Regions from separate parts of the Sus scrofa genome. Here region 1 is linked to region 2. A link is a contact called in public HiChIP or PLAC-seq data. All regions are on one chromosome and are shown on one strand. The core of a region is the stretch at or near the end of the contact, and the rest is flanking DNA. Distances in the headings are between cores, read along the strand shown. Region 1 overlaps CCDC63 (coiled-coil domain-containing protein 63). Region 2 overlaps RAD9B (cell cycle checkpoint control protein RAD9B).

Region 1 (4,150 bases), core at 496-2,995, 300 kb before region 2:
GGTTAACGAATCTGACTAGGAACCATGAGGTTGCAGGTTCCATCCCTGGCCTTGCTCAGTGGGTTAAGGATCTGGCGTTGCCGTGAGCTGTGGTGTAGGTCACGGAAGGGGCTTGGATCCTGCGTTGTTGCTGTGGCTGTGGCGTAGGCCAGTGGCTACAGCTCCGATTATACCCCTAGCCTGGGAACCTCCATATACCACAGGAGCAGCCCTAGAAAAGGCAAAAAGACAAAAAAAAAAAAATTGCCACAAGGCGGCAAAAAATGTCCTAGACATTCTCTCCCATCACCCATCCCACCTCTACCCTTCTCCAGAACCACTCCATTTCATCTGTTTTACATAGTGGTGTTTCCCCATAACCTGGGTTGAAAGAAAAGTTTTGTAGCTTTCTAATCAAAGTTTAGAAACTACTGCTCTGGTCCAAGTATGTCATTCTACAGATGGGGAGACTGAGGCACAGAGATGGTGAGAGTTTATCCATCCTTCCTCAGACATACTTGTCCTCACACCAGAGACAGGCTGGGGCTGAAGGAGAAAGGAGGGAACATGCCTCAAGGTGACTGGGAAGGCCAAGGTCAATTACTGTTGGAGAACCATTTCCTGGTGCCTCCTCTGTGCTCTGGGTATGCAGAAGGTATATGCCAAACCTCTGGAAGATCAGCTTCCAGAAGAGAGACAGAGGGCCATTCAGGCTCCTTTCCCCCTCGCTCTCTGGCTCAGGTTGGGCCCAGCCAAGGGCAGACCCTGGCTGGAGACTGGACTGGACAGTGGGGTTGGGAGAACTTGCCCTCCATCTTGGCTGGTCACTAGTTTGGCCACAGGCCTCCAGGAAGGACAGACAGCCTTTCCCACACACCTGTCTCCTGAGGCCAGAAACTGCTCCCTCCCCTCAGCCATTCTGGAGCTCAGCTGTGCTGTTCTGCATTCTCCCTTCTTAATTCCCTTAGACCTTTGTAAATAGTCCCTTAAAAACAAAACAAAAACAAAGCCTCCCCTCAGGAGTTCCCTTCGTGGCTTAGTGGTTAACGAAACCGACTAGCATCCATGAGGATATGGGTTCAATCCCTGGCCTCACTCAGTGGGTTAAGGATCTAGCATTGCCATGAGCTGTAGTGTAGGTCGCAGACGCAGCTCAGATCTGGCGTTGCTGTGGCTGTGGTGTAGGCCAGCAGCTACAGCTCTGATTCAACCCCTAGCCTGGGAACTTCCATATGCCGCAGGGGCAGCCCTAAAAAGCAAAAATAAATAAAAATTAAAATTAAAAACTCACTTCAATTTACCCATTTTGGGCATGCCATCTATCTCCTTTGACAGTCCCAGTAACTGATACAACCATCTCCGTTTCCACATTACCACCTGTATAATTATTACCTATCACTATTATTAGTAGTAGTTTTAAATTGACCAAATTTTGCTTATTATGTTTATCATTATTTGTTTATTGTTATTACTATTATTTATCACCCTAAGGAATCCTATCCATTGAATCACAATGCTCTGGTAGCTATGTTTTTCCTAATCCTCATTACAATGAATTCATTACTAGTAAATTAAAATGTTTCACCTATATGCTAGCTACTGTCTACTTGCACATGGCCCCACATTTAGGAAATGGTGACACTGCAGAAGGAAGGGCTCCCCTGGTCAGATAAACAGAGCACAGGGACCTCAGAGGGAAGAGTAGTGAACTCCCAGAGGAAGTGACATTTGTGCAGCATTAGGACTAATGAGCGGTATTGCATCAGAAGAAAAGCCGGGGTTGGGGGGAGGAAGAAGCACGAGGAAAGCCTCAGAGGAGGAAGATGCAGGGACAGCTGGGACTGGCAGCTGCCAAGAGTGCCTTGGGGGTCCTGATGGGAGCTGAGCCTGCAGCGGCAGGTCAAAGTCAAATTTTGAAGTTACTGGAATGTCACACTAAGGGGTTTAGACTCTCTACCGTGCATAGTTCCAAAGGCTGTTTATGTGTGTTCTGGGGAGTAAGTAGCCTGCGGAGCCAATTAAGTTTGGGAAATTATGAGTTCAACAAAGGTAAATGGTTTCTGTACTACAGGACTTGTCAGAGTCTTTTCTATGCTCGAAAACATCAGCTCTCTCCAAGATCAATTTACCATCTCTCCTCAATTCTGTGAAGCTGTTTTTTAATAAGGGTCAGCAAGCTTTGATGGCAAAGGCCAGATAGTCGATATTTTGGGCTACATAGGCCACGTGTGGTCTGTCCTGCATACTCCTTTTTTTTTCCCTTAAACTCTTCAAAAACTATTCTTAGCTCATGAACTAGACAAAAACAGGCCAAGGGCCATATCTGGCCATGGATATCGTTTACCAAACTGTGGATTATAAAATATGCCATGGAATATAGTGTTTCCCAAACTCTTGTGACTTGAGGCCCTTTTTTTCTTCAGAGCATCTCAAAGATGTTCTGAGAAACCCAATTTGGGGAAGACCACTGTGGAAGCTGGCGGGCCCAGGCCTGGGAAAGAAGAGGTGCCCCAACCTGGATTCTCTCGGTCTTCTTGTGCATGGTCTCCATGTCATTGTTGAGCTCCGTCACATACGTGAACCGAGCGAAGTTCTTCTCCTCCTTGGCCAGAAACTCTTCAATGAGCTGATTCAGGTTCCCATTCTCAATCAGCTTCAGCAGCCGGAGATGAGCCACTTCGTAGCTCTCAAAACTCTCACCCTTGTTCTTCTTCCTGTGCTTCTTTGACTTGAGAGCTGGAAAAGGAAGAGCTGGCCACCATGAGTGTGAAAGGGAAGCTGCTCAGAGCCATGCCCGGTGGAGGTATGCATGCCCCTTGGGGAGGGGGCTAAACTTTCCCAAGAGATGGAGCGGGACCTCCCCTCCTTAGTCCCACTTCACAAGTATCAAATTGAGCACCTGCTCTGTGCCAGACATTGTGCTGGGCTCTGTAGATAAAAAATCCCTGCTCCATGGAGCTTTTGGCAGAGGAACCAGCCACAAAGAGAACAGAGAGAGAGAGATATTCAAGTAAACAGAAAAAGAAATCCAATAATTACCATTGTGGCCTAGGACATGGAGGAGATGTAACATGTGCTGTGATGGGGGAGCTTGGTGGCTGGGGAAGCCCTCTTGAAGGAGGTGACATTTGAGCAAGATGAAGGTCAAGGAAGCCCTGTTGGCAGAGGGCCTTAGGCAGACTCAGAGTTTGGCAAATGCAAGGAATTAGAACCATGAAAGTTCTCCAAGACTTGCTCTCCAGCCTGATACCTGCAATAGGCCCATCTCTCTTGAACCCAGTCTTATCTCTCTGATTGGGCCTCCACAGAGCAATCAGAAGGATCTTTCTAGATCTTCCTAGGCACATCTGGCCACGTGACCTCCTTATATGTGTGGTTCTCCACTGTCCTGAGGGTGAAGCTGAAGCTTCTCAGTTTTAAGATCTGATCCCCTCGCCCCTCAGTGCCTCATCACTGTCAGACTCAGTCTCCTCTGCCTTAGTCCCCCAGTGACCTCCCACCACACTTAGAAGCAATGCCGAGCTCTTCCCGTGCAGCCTACAAGACCCTGTGTGATCTGTCTCCTTCCCACCCCTCCAACCCCACTGCCTGCCACTCTCCTGCTGGCACCAACTCCTTCCAGCCAACTGGTCTCCTCTCTGTTCTGGAAATACTCCCACCTCAGGGCCTTTGCACTCACAGATCCCTCTGCCTGGGATACATTTCTCCTAGACCTCTGCATGGCTGGTTCCCTTGTGATATGCAAGTATCTGCCCAGATGTCACCTCCTCCAAGAAGCCCACCCTGACCACCATAGGTAAAGCAGCCCCTGGCCACTCTCTGTCACTGGCCTTGTTTTATCTTTGTCATTGTGCTCATGGATTCCCAAGAGGTCAGATTAACTTCTGCATTTGCCAATTTGTCATCTCCCCCGACAGAAGGTCAGCTCCAGGAGGTCAGGACTTTTGTCCTATTCCCTACCATCTCCTAGCATGTGCAGGACCTGGGGCATGGTCAGTCCCAGAGGAGTGGCCTCCTGTTTCTCCAGCTTCCCTTCTGCACTCCAGTTACCATGTTCCTGCCTCTGGGCCTTTGTCTCTGCCTGGATTCCTCACCCCCACACAAATGGATTTTTTTTTTTTGTCCTTTACATCACAGCCTGAACAGCCCCTCCTTGGCCACCCTTTTCAAG
Region 2 (4,633 bases), core at 1,572-4,071:
CTCCAAATGCCTTGGGTGCAGCCCTAAAAACACCAAAAAAAAAAAAAAAAAAAAAAAAAAAAAAAAGATGCTTATACTCTCTGGTAATAAAATAAACCCGATAAAGAATAACCAATAATGCCATTTTCTGCCTATCAGTTTGGCAAATCATATCCTTTACCTGGAAGGATTCTCCTACACTTTTGGTGGGAATGTAAATTGGTACAAACTTTTCAGATAGCAATTTGGTAGTGAGTCCACACGCAAATTTAAATTTTTTTTTTTTTTTTTTGTCTTTTTAGCTATTTCTTGGGCCGCTCCCGCGGCATATGGAGGTTCCCAGGCTAGGGGTCGAATCGGAGCTGGAGCCACCGGCCTACGCCAGAGCCATAGCAACGCAAGATCCGAGCTGCGTCTGCAACCTACACCACAGCTCACGGCAACGCCAGATCCTTAACCCACTGAGCAAGGGCAGGGACCGAACCTGCAACCTCATGGTTCCTAGTCGGATTTATTAACCACTGCGCCACAACGGGAACTCTGCAAATTTAAAATTTGTATAAGCCTTTGACCCAGCAATTTCATTTTTAGAACTCCGTGTTAGGCAGCCTATAAAATGGCCCCTAATGATCCCCACTGCCTGGTATTCATACCCTTATATAATCCCCTGCCCCTAGAGTATGGTCTGCACTTACAGATTCTCATTTAATAAAGAAAAAGTGATGAAATGTCAATTCTGAGATTAGTTTTAAAAAAGACTATGGCTTCCATAATAGGATACTGCCCCTTCCCCCTCTCTCTCTCTCTCTCTCTCTCTCTCTCTCTCTCTCTCTCTCTCTCTCTCTCTCTCGCTACCCCCAACCCCTGGCCCAGATTACCAGTTGCTATGTTGTGAGGACAAATGAGGTAGCCTACAGAGAGGCCTACATGGTAAGGAAATGAGGGCTACAAGCAGCCATGGGAGAGAGCTTGGAAGCTGACCTTCTGAGGCCTTCCAACAGCCAGATCAGTGAGCCTGAGAGTGAATTTCCCCAAGTTCAGTCTTCAGATGAGACCACAGCCCTGGATGATGGCTTAACTTCAACCTCATGAGAAACCTTGGGCTAAAAGCACCCAGCTAAGCCACACTTATTATTTTGAAGTAATAAATGTCTGGTTATTTCTAAAGCTTTAAGCTATGGGACAATTTACTCCACAGAAACAGGAACTAATACACTATCCTATGCACTACTAACAGCATTGTTTGTGAGGGCAAAAAGCTGGAAACTACCAACTTTTCTACTAATAGGGTGATGGGTAACTAAATTACATTTCAGTCACACAATGAAAAATTATATAATCATTAAAAAGAATAAGATGGACACAGAAACTAAAAAAGCAAATTGCCAGACAAGAATAGTAGTAGGACATTTTCTTTTTAAAAAGTATGTATGTGTCTAGTATGTGATATAAATTTGAGAGAGAGGGAGAAAGAAAAAAAAAAGATATCCATAGCTACAGAGAGAGAGAAAGTTATAGAGAGACTGGCTATAAACAGAAAATGCAGAAGGATATATACCAACTTGTTATGAGGTGTTACTCTGTCAAGTAGGATATACACAGCAAGTAGATGAGAAAGACTTTCATTTTTCATTTTTGCACTCTTCCGCAAATTTTACGTATATTGCAAGGAACACACATACTTTCTCGTAATTTAAAAAACAATAAGGATAAAAGATCTTTTGGCTCACAAAGTAATTACTGTTAAATGTTTAATGCTACAGCTTAACTGAAAAATCGAGTACCTTTCACTGACAAATATGTTTCACTCCTTCTCTAGGAAAAAAAAAAACAGAAATAGGGATAAAAATCACTTCACATAAAAAATGTTAAAATATCCTTGGGCTATGTGTGTTAAGACTCAGAGAGAAGGCAGTATATTAATTCAAAATATTATTAGCTCATATATTTTTCTCTTAATGACTTAATGTAAAAAGCCACTGATGGGGTATTTCTAGAACTTTCTTGACCACTAAAGTATAATTTCTACCATTAGTCATTATTTACTATTATCTTTCTTAAGGCTTCCTCTTGATCCTGTAAGGTGATTTCTGTAAGTCCATTGTTAGGTTAAATATATATATATTTATATATATATTCATATGTCTTATATATATATATTCATGTATCTTATATATATATATTTAATGTTAGAAATACACACACACATACATATGACTGAGTTTAAAGTTCTAGAGCATTAATTCTTTACTCTGTGACCAGACTATATTCAGAAGAATAAAAATAAGCAAAAGAGAGCTCATTACCTTGGTTGAATCACTAGCATATTAGTACACATGTTCTTTTCAAAAATAACTTGCAAAGGCTGACTTTCTTGAAAACACACATTATGAATTCTTTTAATACCTTAAAAATAATAAGGAAATACATTAATAATTTCAAGTGCAAAATTAACAGATGTTTAAAAGGCTTTAAATTTCACAGCCATATAAAAATAGTAAAATTAAAGTAATATTCAATAGTTGGCAGGTACACATAGCTTACCAGAAGCACTATTCCTTAATGAATGTATTTATCGCTCCCTAGTGGACACCATGTAACATGTCACACCCTCTGACCAATCAGGTAGCAGAGCTCCCACTTCTTTTCAGGGAATTTCTTATATTGCGTGTAAAACAGTAAATACCCACTGCAGATCATATATGTATGATTCTCCTTCAGTATTTTTCATCCAAGACTGATATTTCTGGATGGAACCTCTGAAAGTAAAACCTGATCATTGGGTTCTTTTCCTCTGAGAGGAGGAAGAGAGGAGTGTGTAGCAACAACAGCTATGGCCCAATGTCCTGCAGTAGAAACTGCAGCACACATTGCACATGCAGTACCTCTGATCCTCACAATATCCCTGTGGAGTAGGTACTTAATATCAAAAGATGAAGCTATAGTTCTAGAGCTCTGTTAAGTGCTGTGCTATGCTGTTTTAACAAGTATGGCTAGATTTTGAATCTAAGTTTGTTTTTTCTCTTTTTTTTTAGCCATATTGGTGGCATGTTGAACCTGTGCCACAGCAGTGACCTGAGCTGCTGCAATGACAATGCTAAATCCTTAACCTGCTGCGCGCTACAAAGGAAATCCTCTCTCTCTTTTTTAAATTTTATGAATCTAAGTTGTATTTTGCTTTGTTTTGCTTTTTAGGGCCACACCTCTGGCATATGGAAGTTCCCAGGCTAGGGGTGGAATTGGAACTGCAGCTGCTGGCCTATGCCACAGCCACAGCAACTTGGGTCTGAGCCACATCTGTGACCTACACCACAGCTCAAGGCAACGCTGGATCCTTAACCCACTGATCGAGGCCAGGGATCAAACCCACAATCTCATGGATACTAGTTGGGTTCATAACCCTCTGAGCCACAACGGGAACTCCTCTGAATCTAAGTTTGAACATAAAGCCCATGAAATAAAATTCAGGTAGGCTATAACTTTCTACAGCATAATAATGTTACCATGAGAAGCAAAAGGATTCACTATAAATATTTCTCAACTTATTTTTAACTGAATTAATAAAAACAGCAACATTTATTATTTTCATAAATATTTACTGAGCACTTGCTGTGTACAAGGCTGATCAGCTGGCTTTTGCTGGATAACAAACCACATCAAAAATTTAGTGGTTCAAAATAACAAACATTTGTTATTTCTCACGATTGAGTGGCTCCTCTGGTGAAGGCTGGCTTAACTGTGGCTGGATCATTTTGAATGGCCTCACTTTCACATCTGGGGCCTCAAAGTTGGGACAACCGGAACAGCAGGATGGCTGGGGCCTTTCACCACCTGGTCTGCAATCTTCCAGGAGTCTACACTTTGCTGTGCTTATTTTCAGGCCGATGGAAACATTCTTAGTTTAAGAGTAGAAGCTGACATACTTTTCTTTTTTTTTCCTGCTTTTTAGGGACATACTTGGGGCATATGGAAGTTCCTGGGATAGGGGTCAAACTGGAGCTACAGTTGCCAGCCTATGCCACAGCCATAGCAACACTGGATCCGAGCCACATCTGTACCTATGCTGCAGCCTGCAGCAACACTGGATCCTTAACCTACTGAAAGAGGCCAGGGATCGAACCCTCATCCTCATGGATACTAGTCGGGTTCTTAACCTGCTGAGCTACAACAGGAACTACTGACAGGTCTCTGGAGGCCTAGGCTTGGAACCCACATAATATCACTTCTAATGCATTCTATTGATATCAAAGCAAGTCCAAGTCCAGCTGAGAGTTGGGGAAGTACTTCAGCTTTCAAAGGGAGGGCCTGCAAATAATTTATAAGTATTTTTCTGTAACCTACCATACAGGGACTACTTTTGGAGCTGTGGACTAGCGAAGAACAAATCAGACAAAAATCTCCAACCTCACAGAGCTTACATTCTAGTGAGGGGAGACAAACAATAAGAAAATAGGAAGTAGGGAGGCCCCCTGTGGCACAATAGGTTAAGGATCTGGTGTTGTCACTGCAGCACCAGGTTGCTGCTGTGACAGAGATTTGATCCCAGTCCTGGGAACTTCCACATGCTGCAGGTGTGGCCAAACAACAACAAAAACAAAAAACAGATTAAGTAAAGAGAATGCTTACTGTAGGCCAAACATTCTCTGATATAAAC

The links. HiChIP or PLAC-seq counts read pairs in DNA pulled down with a chosen protein or histone mark.
Region 1: a contact with region 2 is called in an H3K27ac HiChIP or PLAC-seq map of alveolar macrophages. The contact joins two enhancer-like sites. A contact is called at or near these places in 3 of 47 Hi-C or Micro-C datasets (alveolar macrophages, epiblast stem cells and omental adipose tissue) and 1 of 2 datasets of contacts at active chromatin or transcription factors (alveolar macrophages).

Annotation. Positions count from the first base shown.
Region 1 is chr14:32,182,861-32,187,010 of Sscrofa11.1, reverse strand. It overlaps CCDC63 (coiled-coil domain-containing protein 63), which reads right to left. Exons shown (of 13, transcript XM_021072528.1): 8 at 2,495-2,715. Among named protein-coding and RNA genes, the nearest start is that of MYL2, 29 kb to the left of the region's middle. Within about 2 kb of position 1,745, at least 2 of the 83 cell types and tissues checked have an H3K27ac peak or open chromatin away from gene starts, as enhancers often do. A contact at or near this core is called in alveolar macrophages, where this site is marked.
Region 2 is chr14:31,879,754-31,884,386 of Sscrofa11.1, reverse strand. RAD9B (cell cycle checkpoint control protein RAD9B) reads right to left here. Exons shown (of 11, transcript XM_013982863.2): 5 at 2,286-2,385. Among named protein-coding and RNA genes, the nearest start is that of VPS29, 12 kb to the right of the region's middle. Within about 2 kb of position 2,821, at least 3 of the 83 cell types and tissues checked have an H3K27ac peak or open chromatin away from gene starts, as enhancers often do. A contact at or near this core is called in alveolar macrophages, where this site is marked.